Linked DNA regions of Oryctolagus cuniculus: region 2 is linked to region 1. Evidence: chromatin contacts called from public Hi-C data. All regions are on one chromosome and are shown on one strand. The core of a region is the stretch at or near the end of the contact, and the rest is flanking DNA. Distances in the headings are between cores, read along the strand shown.

Region 1 (5,519 bases), core at 2,246-4,745:
GAGAGAGAAGCAGGATCTACAGGTCACAGTGGATTTCTGAAAGTATTTTCACCCTGAGGTTTACTGCCGAATATAAATAAACTACAGCAGCGCCGACAGCGGCTCACTAGGCTAATCCTCCGCCTTGCGGCGCCCGCACACCGGGTTCTAGTCCCCGTCGGGGCGCCGGATTCTGTCCCGGTTGCCCCTCTTCCAGGCCAGCTCTCTGCCGTGGCCCGGGAGTGCAGTGGAGGATGGCCCGAGTACTTGGGCCCTGCACTCCATGGGAGACCAGGAGAAGCACCTGGCTCCTGGCTTCGGATCAGCGCGATGAGCCGGCCGCAGCGCGCCGGCCGCGGTGGCCATTGGAGGGTGAACCAACGGCATAGGAAGAACTTTCTCTCTGTCTTTCTCTCTCTGTCCACTCTGCCTGTCAAAATAAATAAACAAACAAACTACAGCTCCTCGCGCAATCCCATTCTGATCCCTGCAGCGCCGTCTTAGTTAATTAAATTAACTTTGCAGCGACATTCAAGCCCAGTGTCTTCCTTCCAAACGCTTTGTTTGCGCCCAGATCTGGTGATTGACAAGCTGTTTCGCAAGCTTCCTGTGTGAACGGATTACGTTCCCCGCCCCCAGCCCGCTGAGCAATTGGAGGAAGTTTTATCACCAAGCCTGGAACAGCCGCTGTCCGGTACCCCTCCCACTGTATTTGCTTCATTGCGGACCGAATGCTACAAGCACTTAGAATTAAAATGCATACATGTGCATCACATAAATGAAATACCATAACGTAAATCTCATTAGCGCAAAGCCGATTCCTGGGCTAGAGCTAGGGGACACCCGGGCCTTAGCCCTCGCCGCGGAAGCCACTCCCGGCATGCACACGCGAGTCCGAGGCGGCGGCCGCCCTCCGGGGAGCAGCGCGCAGGCGCGGCGCGCACACGCGGACACCCACGCGCGCCCGCGGGACGCGGGGCTTGGCGGCTGCGGACTGCTGTCAAGTGCAGAGAGCCAGTCTTTGTTCCGGGGGCATTCTCCTCCCCCCGTATTGGGCTGTTCCTTACGCGCCACGTGAGCGCCGCTCGCGGGCTGGGCAGGCGGGGAGCTGCCCCCGGCGCCGGGGCGACAAAGGCGGGCAGCGCGCGGCCCGTGCGGCTCCGGGCCCTTGCCCCACCTCCTGCCCCTGTGGCGCTATTGGCTCGGCCCTGCCTCCCACTGAGAGGCTCCTGGAAGCCACGTCCCGTCCAGACCTTTGCGAAGGAGTAGGGGTCTCTCCTCGCCGAGAGGGGCCGGATATCTGAGCTGCCTGGAAAAGCGAATCTTCCCGGAGCTGTCAGGGCTGGGGGACCCCTGGACCAGGGCGCATTCCTGGTGTGTTAACGAGATCAGGGGTTAGAGAGCCCCACAGCCACCCCAGCAGAATGAGGGGCGCCACGGAGACCTCTCGTGTCGCTCCGTGCGCTGTGTCCGCTGACCTCCACCCGGAGTGCCCGCGCCCGGGCCCCTCAAAGGGTTGGGATTAGGGTGAGCGCGTGCCTCAGGCGCAAAACTTCAGGGGTGTGTGTGTGTGTGAAAAAGTTACTGATCAAAATAAATGTCTTAAAGCCATGTATCAAAAACGCGAAAGTGCACGATGAACGAAATAGTCCATTTTAAGTCGACACAGGAGCACTGCAGAGTCGTGCTGAGCCACCTTGGAGCCCCAGAACATAAGGATTCTGCCCCGGACAAGCCACAGGCCAGGCCCCCGGGTGGGGGATTCGGGGCGCTGAGGGCGGGGTGGTGGGGCGCAGGTCGGTGGCCTCGGAAATGGAGGCCCCGCTGAGCCCCGGTTGGGGCCTGGGGCGAATGGCCCCGGGGGCCGGAGGTGAGAGCTCCGGAAAGCCGCGCAGCCGGGAACAAAAGCCCGGAGCAGGGCGAGCGGGGAGGGCCCAGCCGGGGCGGGAGGGGCCGGCGCGCGACCCAGCTACCGGGACTCGCGGCGCGTCCTGTAATTCCCTAGCTCGGTGATTAATTCTCCCCTAACAAGGCTTGGCAAGATGTCGGCCGAATAATTTTTGGCTTCTGGAAGGGCCCCACCGCGTGCGCGCACAACCCCGGTGTCAAAGAGGCCTCGGGGAAATTAAATGCATAAGTAAAGCCGGGCGGGGGTGTGTGTGGGGGGGGATGCTACGTGACCTGGAAGGAAGGCGGGAGGCCGGGAACCCTGCGTGGGGCCCGCGGCTCGCTCAATCCTTCCCAAAGGTCAGCGCACGGCCGCGCCTCGGGGTTTCGCCCCACACCCAACGCGGACCCCATCTTTGTGCCCTGCGGAGCCGGTCCACACGCGCGCAGAAAGGGGAGGAGAGCCTCCGCCCGCCAGGGTTAAATAAACATCTTTTAGGAAGCGCGGCGCACACCACCACCATTCGGCCCATGCGCGCCTCCCTCCGGGTGGTCCACGGCAGCCCGGCACCTCTCGCCGTTACGGGGCTACGGGGGGCGGGGAGGGCTTTCTCTTTCCTCTTGTAAAAGGGGCTTGCCCACGTTCCTCGGAAGCCGTAAAGCTGATCTCACGACGCGAGATAAACTCAGTCACCCGCTAACGCCTGCGTAAAGAGCGCGCCTGGCTGGCCCGGGCGCGCACGCTGAGCTCCGGGGAGCGGAGTCCCGGGCCGCGCCGGAGGGAGGAGGAAGGGGAGGGGGCGCGCCGCGTTCCCCTCTCCCTTGGGGCTCTGGGGAGAAACCTGCGGCTGAGTTAGGGGCGCGGCGGGGCGGGGGGAGAGCATGGAGACAAAGGGGAAGCAGCCTGGAGCTTCGTCCTGGACTCGGCGGCGCCGGAGTCCGGGCCGGCTGTTTGTTTCCATTGCACCGAACCTCGCGCGGCCCGGGAAGCGGCGGCCCCGCTGCTCGTGTCGAGCGGGAGGCGCGCGGCGGGCTCCGGGCCCGCGGGCGGAGCGGCGGCTCCATTCACAAAAGTCCAGGCGCCGCCGCCACCGCCGCTCGCCGGCGGCTCGGAGGCCGCTCCCTCTTCCGCTGGGTCTCCGTTTTATGAATGGGCCTGGCGGCGCGCACCGAGCGGCCTGTTTACTCCGCTCTTTGTGACGTCGCGGCCCCGTGACCAGGCGCGAGCGGCCGGCGCTCCATTCACGCGCCCGGGAGGGCTGCGATCGGGGGGGGGGGGGGGGGGGAGGGCGCGGGGCCGGGCCTGGGAGGGGGCGGAGCCTCGCAAGGTAGTATTGAGTTCCCTCCCCGGGGTGGGGGGAGCCGAGGAGCATTAATAAATCTATAAGCCGAGGAGGAAGCGCGGCCGGGCGGTGCGCCGAGCTCCGGCTGTGCTTGGGGGCCCGCGCACCGGCGGGAACAGTACGGCCGGCTAAGCCCACGAGAGGCGGCAGCGAGCGGGAGCCGCGATCTCTCCGTACACGCACTCCCCGCCACTGCTGCCACCGCCACCAGCGCCTCCCCAGCGAGCCGCCTACCGGGAGCCCGGGACCGCTGCGCTGCGCCTGCTATGTAACCGCGAAGCTGCGGGAGGAAGGGGACTGCGAGAAGAGGCTGCCCACGGCGGCACAAGTTTGCGGCCACTTGTGCAGGCGCCCGCGCGCAGCCTCGCCGGCCCGGGGGCCCTCCGCTCCCCCTCGCGCGCCCCGCAGCCGCGCTGACCGGCCGGCATGGTGACGATGGAGGAGCTGCGGGAGATGGACTGCAGCGTGCTGAAGAGGCTGTTGAACCGGGACGAGAGCGGCGGCGGCGCCCTGGGGCTGCTGGGCGGCGGCAAGTGCCTGCTGCTGGACTGCAGACCGTTCCTGGCGCACAGCGCGGGCTACATCCGCGGCTCGGTCAACGTGCGCTGTAACACCATCGTGCGGCGGCGGGCCAAGGGCTCCGTGAGCCTGGAGCAGATCCTGCCCGCCGAGGAGGAGGTGCGCGCCCGGCTGCGCTCCGGCCTCTACTCGGCCGTCATCGTCTACGACGAGCGGAGCCCGCGCGCCGAGAGCCTCCGGGAGGACAGCACCGTGTCGCTGGTCGTGCAGGCGCTGCGCCGCAACGCCGAGCGCACGGACATCTGCCTGCTCAAAGGTACACGCGGGCGCCCACCGCGCGAGCGGGGAGGGCAGGGGCGTGGGGACCGAATACCCGGGGCGACTTCGTTGGCCGTGGGGAGCCCCGCGCGCTCCTTGGCGCGCGTGTTGGTGTGTAGTGCGTGGGTTTGCAAAGGGTCGTGCGTCTCTGCGCGTGCGAGCTCCGAGTTCCTGGGGACCGTGCGGCTGCGTTTCCCGGGTCACCTGCCATTCCGAAGGCGTCGCGGCGACACCGTGTTTGCTTACACTCTAACGGTTCTGGCCTCGCGGGTGAGGCGACTCTGCTGGAGTCCTGGCGGGGAGTGCTCCCCGGTGCCACCGAGTGCCCTGCCCCGAGTCCTAACCCCCCCGGGGGTGAGGGAGGGGAGTGAGCGCCGAGACTGGCTGTGTCCCTTGGGCTCAGTGGGAAGCGATCCTCGCGTCCCGTCTCCCACTGCCCAACTCCAGGCGCCGCGTGGGAAGTGGCAGGTTGCTTCCGCGCTGGGCTAGTCCCAGACTCGGGGACGCGGGGCCAGAACCGTGCAAACCCGGGCGGTGGAGACTCGAGACCTTTTGTTCAGCTACGAGTCTCCCTGGCTGTCTGATGGTGGCGCGTGTCTGCGCGAAGTGAACCCTGGCCAAACTCTTGGCAGCAGCGGCAGCAGGGTCCCGCGTGCTCTGGAAGTCGCTGGAGCGGCGGCGCGCTGGCCGCACCTGCCGGGCCAGGGGCCGGGGAGTCCCCTGCCGCGCTGCGCCCCCCCACCCCGCCCCGGGCCGCCGCATTCCGCACATTCTTTGGCCGCGCCGGGTCTTCGCTTCCGACCCGGAGAGGCGTTTCCTAGCCGCGCCATCAAAGAGCCGCCCCTCTCCCTGCAGGCGCCCTAAGCCCCCTCTCTCCTCGCCTCTCCCCTCGGGACCTGTTCGCCCGGGAGGAAGGGAGATGGGCGGGGGAGAGGGGCGGAAAACCTCTCCCCACCGCCCCCTCCCCGCCGCACTGCCGCGTAGCTCCTTGCCTGCGAGCCGGGCCGCCCCTGTGGACAGCGGGGGGCTTTGTCCTGCGTCGTTGTTTGCTGACCGTTTGACCTGTCAGCTGCCGGGGAAAGGCCGCTGTTGACCTTTGGTTGAACCGCTAAGGCGATTTTGCTGATTTTTCCTTTTCCCTAAGGGTCGCCTTTTGCCCCTCCGCTGCAGCCTATACCCCCAAATCTCCCCAAGGCGCTTTAAGAGACGGCGCGGGGGAAGCCGCTCGCCCTGCCAGGCCCTGCGGTGCCGGGGTCCCCGCGCCGCAGGTGCCTAGGAGACCTCCTGGGCGAGCGTCTGCGCCATTGTCGGAGCGCTCCCAGTCCCCCGGAGCCGCGAGCCCTCCCGGCCCCGCTGGTTCGGAGCCGGAGCGCGCGCGTCTCTTCGCGGACCTCTGGCCGGACGCAGCAGCGCGAGAACGCTGAGGGGGCTGGCGCTGGGCTCCGGCCCCACGTGCAGCCGGCGTCTGTTTTG
Region 2 (6,222 bases), core at 3,257-5,756, 130 kb before region 1:
CCCTTAAGTAGCCTGGGTAACTATGAAAAGCGATTTGGGGTAAGAGAGTGATAGAGCGTATTTCTTTTTTTTTTTTAAGATTTATTTATTATTATTTTATTTGAAAGGCAGAGTTACAGAGAGGCAGAGGCAGAGAGAGAGAGACAGACAGTTTTCCATCCACTGGTTCACTCCCCAGATAGCTGCAGCTGCCGGGGCTGCGCAGATCTGAAGCCAGCAGCCAGGAGCTTCTTCCAGTCTCCCACACGGGCGCAGGCGCCCAAGGACTTGGGCCATCTTCTACTGCTTTCCCAGGCCATAGCAGAGAGCTGGATCGGAAGTGGAGCAGCCAGGACTTGAACCGGCGCCCATATGGGATGCCAGCACTGCAGGTGGCAGCTTAACCTGCTACGCCACAGCGCCGGCCCCAAATATCCTTATTTTTAACACATGAAAGCTGAGAGTATTTGCATGATGTCTTCAGCTTACCCATTTTGTTTTTGATAGACACATGGTATTTGTACATATTTATGAATAATGATGTGACATTTTGATTCCTGTACATCTCTTGGAACATAAAATTATTGATCTCAGAAAAGTTGAGACAAGTAGTCGTTACCAGGGGCTGGGGAGAGTAGGCAGGGAGGGGAAAGGATGGCCAGTGGGTTCAACACAACTTATTCTTAAAGGATTCAAACACTCACACACACACACACACACACACACACACACACGTACGTGGGCACAGGCAGCTGCATGCACACAGAACTACATTTTTGGAGATAAAGCAAACCTGACAAAATGTTAGCAGTTGTCCAGTTCTATGGAAAACTTTTTGTAAATATACATTTTATTTATTTCTCTGAGAGACAAAAAGAGAGCTCCCGTCTGCTGATTCCTTCCCCACGTGACCCACAGCCGGGAGCAGGAACCCAAGCTAGGTCTCCCGCGTGACTGCCAGGCATCACCCGCTGCCTCCCAGGATGCACGTGAGCAGGAAGCGGGGGTCAGGAATGGAGTTGACGCTTGAACCAAGGCACTCGGTTATGAGGTGCGGGGTTCCCACTGCAGCCTGAACTGCTAAACCCTGGACGTCTAAAACTCTGGAGATAAAGTGCCAGAGGAGAAAAAGCTGCAGTTGCTTCTGCATTGTGGGGCAGAAGCTGCGGGAGAGAACCGCCTTCTTCCTAGCAAGGAGTATTCTTGGGAGAGCCAGAGGCGTGATTCAGATGCACGGGCACAAGCTGAGATATTAAACGAAAATCCTTTATTTGGGACGGGGGTCTTTGCAGAGGTTATTTATGGCATTAAAGCATGTTTGCTTCTTCTGGCAGAGGCTGAGAGATAAGAAGGATCAGGGGGCAAGGGACAGAGGAGAAGGAGCCAGACTCTGAGGGGGCGGTGGGGAGCTCAGGGAGGAGGCGTCGGTGTGCCGGAGGGCAGCTCCCGCTCCTGGAGGAGAAGCAGAGGTGAAGTGGAGGGAGTCCCTGCAGCACAGAATGGGAGCTGCAGAGGGGCAGAGCTACCCAGCAAGAGCACCCAAGCAGGGGCTCCAGGAACAAGACGATGGGTTGGTGGTGCCTCTCAGTGGCCCCCTGGGAGGGCCTCAGGGCATATCTTTAAAAAAAAAAAAAGGCTGGCACCATGGTGAAGTAGGTTAATCCTCCAACTTCGGTGCCCAAATCCCATATGGGTGCCCGTTCTCGTCCCAGCTGCTCCACTTCCAGTCCAGCTCTCTGCTGTGGCCTGGGAAGGCAGTGGAGGATGGCCCAAGTCCTTGGGCCCCTGCACCCGCATGGGAGACCCGGAGGAAGTGTCTGGCTTCTGTTTTCAGATCCGCATAGCTCCAGCTGTTGCAGCCAATTGGGGAGTGAACCAACGGAAAGAAGACCTTTCTCTCTGTCACTCCCTCTCACTCTCTGTAACTCTACCTCTCAAATAAAATAAATAAAAATCTTTAAAAAAAAAAAAAAGAATGTACAGGCGTGGTAGTGGGGTGAGTAGGGGGCGTGGATTTGCTCTAATGCCATAGGAGTCGGTGCTTCAGTGGAGAGAGAAAACTCACAATATATAATGCGAGTTGTGTACAAGGGGACTTCAAACCACTCGTGGAAAATGGAATTAGAAAATGTTTGTTTTGCTGTAAAAAAAAATCTTGAAATCCATGCATTCAAGGGGGTTTCAAAAAGTCATGAAAAATATGTATGTTTTTAAAAATGCGTGAATTTCTGTGAACTTTTTGGAGTGCCTTTGTCTATAGCAAGATATACTTTTCTTTCCCTCCCCCAGCACCCATCTAACAAGGGCAGATGGTGTCAAGAGGAAGGGCATTATTTTACCAGGTGCTCGTGGAGGCAAGATGGGACAGAAGCTGACGCCTCTAGGATGTTGGCCACAGGAGGGGAGCACCTACCTCGCACTGCGGTGGACACAACCTGGAACAGCTGGGGGCCAATGGAGGAGGGAGAAGGAGGGGTTAGGAGGACTTGGGGATGGCAGAGAGCTCAACACCGCACCATGGTACCCAGCCCACAGACGCTGCAAATGTAGAGCAAAGTCTCCTAACACACACCATGGGAGGGAGTCCCTAATGGAAAGTGGACTTGGCACCCTGTGAGCCAAGCTACACACAGGAAGAGCAGACAGTCCAAGAGGCCACGGAAGCCCCCAAGTAGGGCACAGCATGGGTTTATGCTCTCAAATTCAGTGGGAAAAGTTTCCTTTTGTACTTGAAGTTTCTTAGCATAGGTACCCGTAACCTTCAAAGGTAGTTCCTCAGCCAGGCTTTTGGTGTAGTGGTTAATTAACATCCATATCACGTAGTGGAGGTCTTGGGTTCAAGTCCCAGTTCTACTCCCAGTTCCAGCTGTCTGCTGATGCAAACCCTAGGAAGCAGCGGCGATAGCTCAAGTGGCTGGATTCCCAGCACCCACATGGGGTGGGGATGTCTGGATTGAGTTCCTGGCTTCTGTCCCCAGCCTGGAGCTATTGTGGACATTCAGGAGTGAACCAATAGATGGGAAATCCCTGTGTGTGTGTGTGTGTGTGTGTGTGTCTGCCTTTCAAATAAGTAAAATAGATAAATAAGAATTACTTTGAAAACTTCATTATTGTTTAAAGATATATTATTTTATTCATATATTTGAAAGGCAGAATGACAGATACGGGGGTGGGGGGGGGGGAGATCTTCCATCCACTGGTTCATTCCCTAAATGGGCACACCCAGACCCACAGGGCTGATCCAAACCAAAGCCAGGAGCCTGGAACTCCACTTGCGTCTTCCATGTAGCTGGCAGGGCCCCAAACACTTGAGCCATCTTCTGCTGTCTTCCCAGGCACATTAACAGAGAGTCGGATCTGAAGTGGAGCAGCCGGGACTCAAACCGGTGCTCTGATACGGGATGCCAACTTTGTAAGCTGTGGGGCAACACAGTGCTGGCCCCTAACACCTTAAGAAGTAGTTTCCTAGCAATAAGAAGATGGCCCTAGTACTAGGGCCCCTGCACCCACGTGGGAGACCTGGAAGAAGCTCCTGGCTCCTGGCTTCAGATCTGCCCAGCTCCAGCAGCTGAGGCCATTTGGGGAGTGAACTAGCAGATGAAAGACCTCTCTCCCTGTCTCTCCCTCTCTCTGTCTGTAACTCTGCCTCTCAAACAAATAACTAGTTTCCTTTCACTTCTTCCTGCAAGTGTCCTTTTGTTTCCTATAGTAACTGCATTGCTTTCTTGCAGCCTGCAGCAAGGCTGGGTTACCTCTTCAATATCTCAGCAGGAGCAGGAAAGCGGGAGAAGCCTGCAGAAGCCAGGAGGCACCCAAACCCCTGCGCCCTTCCAGGGCCACAAGGAGAGCCTGAGCCACGGGGCGCCTCCCTGCCTCCCCCTTTCCCTGCTGTTCTCAGAAGGAGGCACAGCTGTCCTGGGATTTGCTCCTGTCTGCAGGAAGCTGCAGCTGCAGCTCAGAACAAGAGAGAAGCTAGACTTGGCGGGGATAAGGAACCCCAAGGGCACATTCCAAGGCCTTGCACATCCTCAAGGGCCAACAGGTGCTTAAAAGTGATGCTTACAGGTGATGGGGGTCTCTGCTCTCTCACCTAAGCCTCCTCCCCCACATGCCTTCACAAGACTGCCTCCAGCTCCGGGCTGGAATGAAGGATGCAAATAGATCTAATCTCCAAACAAACTGTGGTATTCGCAGGGAGTGTTTCAGGCTGCGGGGAGGGGACAGCCCCAGGCAGCGGTTTCCGCCCCCTCCCTCAGCCCAGCCTCTTGAAAAACGCCCCGTGGTTGGTTTGGACCCCGAGGCTCTTCCAGATGCTGTCGGAAAAACACCCAAGGCCCCGGATACCACAGCCCAGACCCCTGCTCGGTCCAGCGGGAGCTGCTCAGGCGCAAAGAGCTGTCGGCTGGGAGCAGGCGCCAGGTCTTATGGCTTCCGGCCACATCCTGTCTCCTGAGCCCTTGAGTCACTGTGCTCAGCTGGGGAGCGGGGATACCTACACTTCCGCCTCCCCGGCGCTGCGTGGGCGGAAGCCGAGAAGTGACTGATGGCGCAGGTCCTGTTACCGCCACGCCTGTGCTGGCTGCAAACCCTACGTGGGGGTCTCGCGGATCAGAGCTGTTTATGCAGGGTTTGAGCGCTGCGCACCAGGTCACCAAGTTAGCGATGCTGAAACTGTTACTTATTTTCTTATTTGAAAGGCAGAGAGAGATCTTCCATCCACCGGTTCACTGGCCAAATGCCAACAGCCAGGGCTGAAGCCAAGGGCCAGGAGCTCAATCTGAGTCTTTCTTGTGAGTAGCAGGGGCCCAAGTTCTTGAACTGTCACCTGCTGCCCGTGAGCAGGAAGCTGGGTTGCGAGCAGAGGATCTGGGACTTGAACCAGGCACCATGCTATGGGATGCTGGCATCACAAGTGGTGACTTAACCCCTGTGCCATACCCTCCCCCAGCTCTGCTGGCAATTTTTTTTTTTTATTATTTCAGGATGCTAAGATAAGCTACTGTTTATTTATTCCTTACAGTTATTATCAATGAACTGGCAGGTTCCACTGGCTCTCCCTGCTACCCTTCTCCCTGGCCTGGCTGTGCCCACCCTGAATGGTTGCTGGCCCAGATATGGCCACCCTATGGGAAAAGCTGTACCAGTGAAGGCCAAGGTCAGTTCAGGAGGCCCCTCTGGGCGGGACTGTGACCAGCTGTGCCATGCAGTGAAGTGACCCTGGCCCCAGTGGATGGTCTGCAAATCCCAGAGACCTGGGAAGTGCAGCTTTCCCCGGCCCACTGCCACCGAATGGGAATCTCCGAGAGACTTCTCAGAACCTGTGTTCTTACAGATTTGAATTTGAAGACCACTCTTCTTTCACCTTGAGAACTCACTGTTTGTCTTGTTGAGTGAATAAATACCAAATTTGGAAATTCCCAAATGGCAGACCTTTGGGAGTGGGGGGAGTCCTGTCCACATTCCCTAGTCACCACGTAGGTCCTCTCTACTCAGATATGCTGTGTGATTGGGCACCAGCCATCTCTCGTTGCCTGCCAGGCAACACATTATCTCCCTGTTCACATCTGGGCGCGTGCTGTGGTGTAATCGGTTAAGCCGCCGCCTGGGACGCCTGCCTCCCATATTGGAGCGCTGGTTCAAGTCCTGGCTTCTCCGTTTCCCATCCAGCTTCCTGCTAAGACATCCTGAGAGGCAACAGATGATGGCTCAAGTGCTTGGGCGCCTGACACCCATGTGGGAGACCCAGATGGAGCTCAGGGCTCTAGGTTTAAGCCTGACCCATCCCTGGAGGTTGCAGGCATTTGGGGAGTGAACCAGCAGATGGAAAGGAAAATTCTCTCTCTGTCTCTGCAGTTTAGATATAGTAAATCCAATGTGTGGCAGGCTGGGCTGAGGCATTGAGCCAAAGGAAGGATGCACGGCACCGTTCACTGGGCATGGTTCTTGGACAACACCTCTCCACCACGGACACCTCGCTTGATCTCTGCATCTCCTGGGAAAGATGATGTGGAGATGAAAACAGCCCAGAGAGTGAGCAGAAATCATAATGCTATGTGAGTGTTGAAGGGGACCCTGGGCGACCTGAGGATCCTCCACCCCGGCGTGGAGCACAGTCACCGGCGTGTTCCCTACACCCGGGACCACATCACAACACGGATGACTAAGAAAAGCAGTGAGACTCAGACAACAAATGTTTCCACTCTGTTATCTCAGGCCAGCTGCAGCGGTCAGGATGTCTGCTGC

What was found. Hi-C and Micro-C count contacts between places; a contact is called where the count stands out from the background.
Region 2: a Hi-C map of an unstated tissue shows a contact between it and region 1, with 2.4 times the contacts expected there. The contact joins the enhancer-like site here to the promoter of DUSP4 in region 1. A contact is called at or near these places in 2 of 6 Hi-C or Micro-C datasets (skin fibroblasts and an unstated tissue).

What each region holds. Positions count from the first base shown.
Region 1 is chr2:79,444,303-79,449,821 of mOryCun1.1, reverse strand. DUSP4 (dual specificity phosphatase 4) reads left to right here and starts at 3,495. Exons shown (of 4, transcript XM_002720829.5): 1 at 3,495-4,044. The coding sequence starts at 3,636.
Region 2 is chr2:79,573,710-79,579,931 of mOryCun1.1, reverse strand. No RefSeq gene overlaps it. Among named protein-coding and RNA genes, the nearest start is that of DUSP4, 130 kb to the right of the region's middle. Within about 2 kb of position 4,506, at least 1 of the 8 cell types and tissues checked has an H3K27ac peak or open chromatin away from gene starts, as enhancers often do.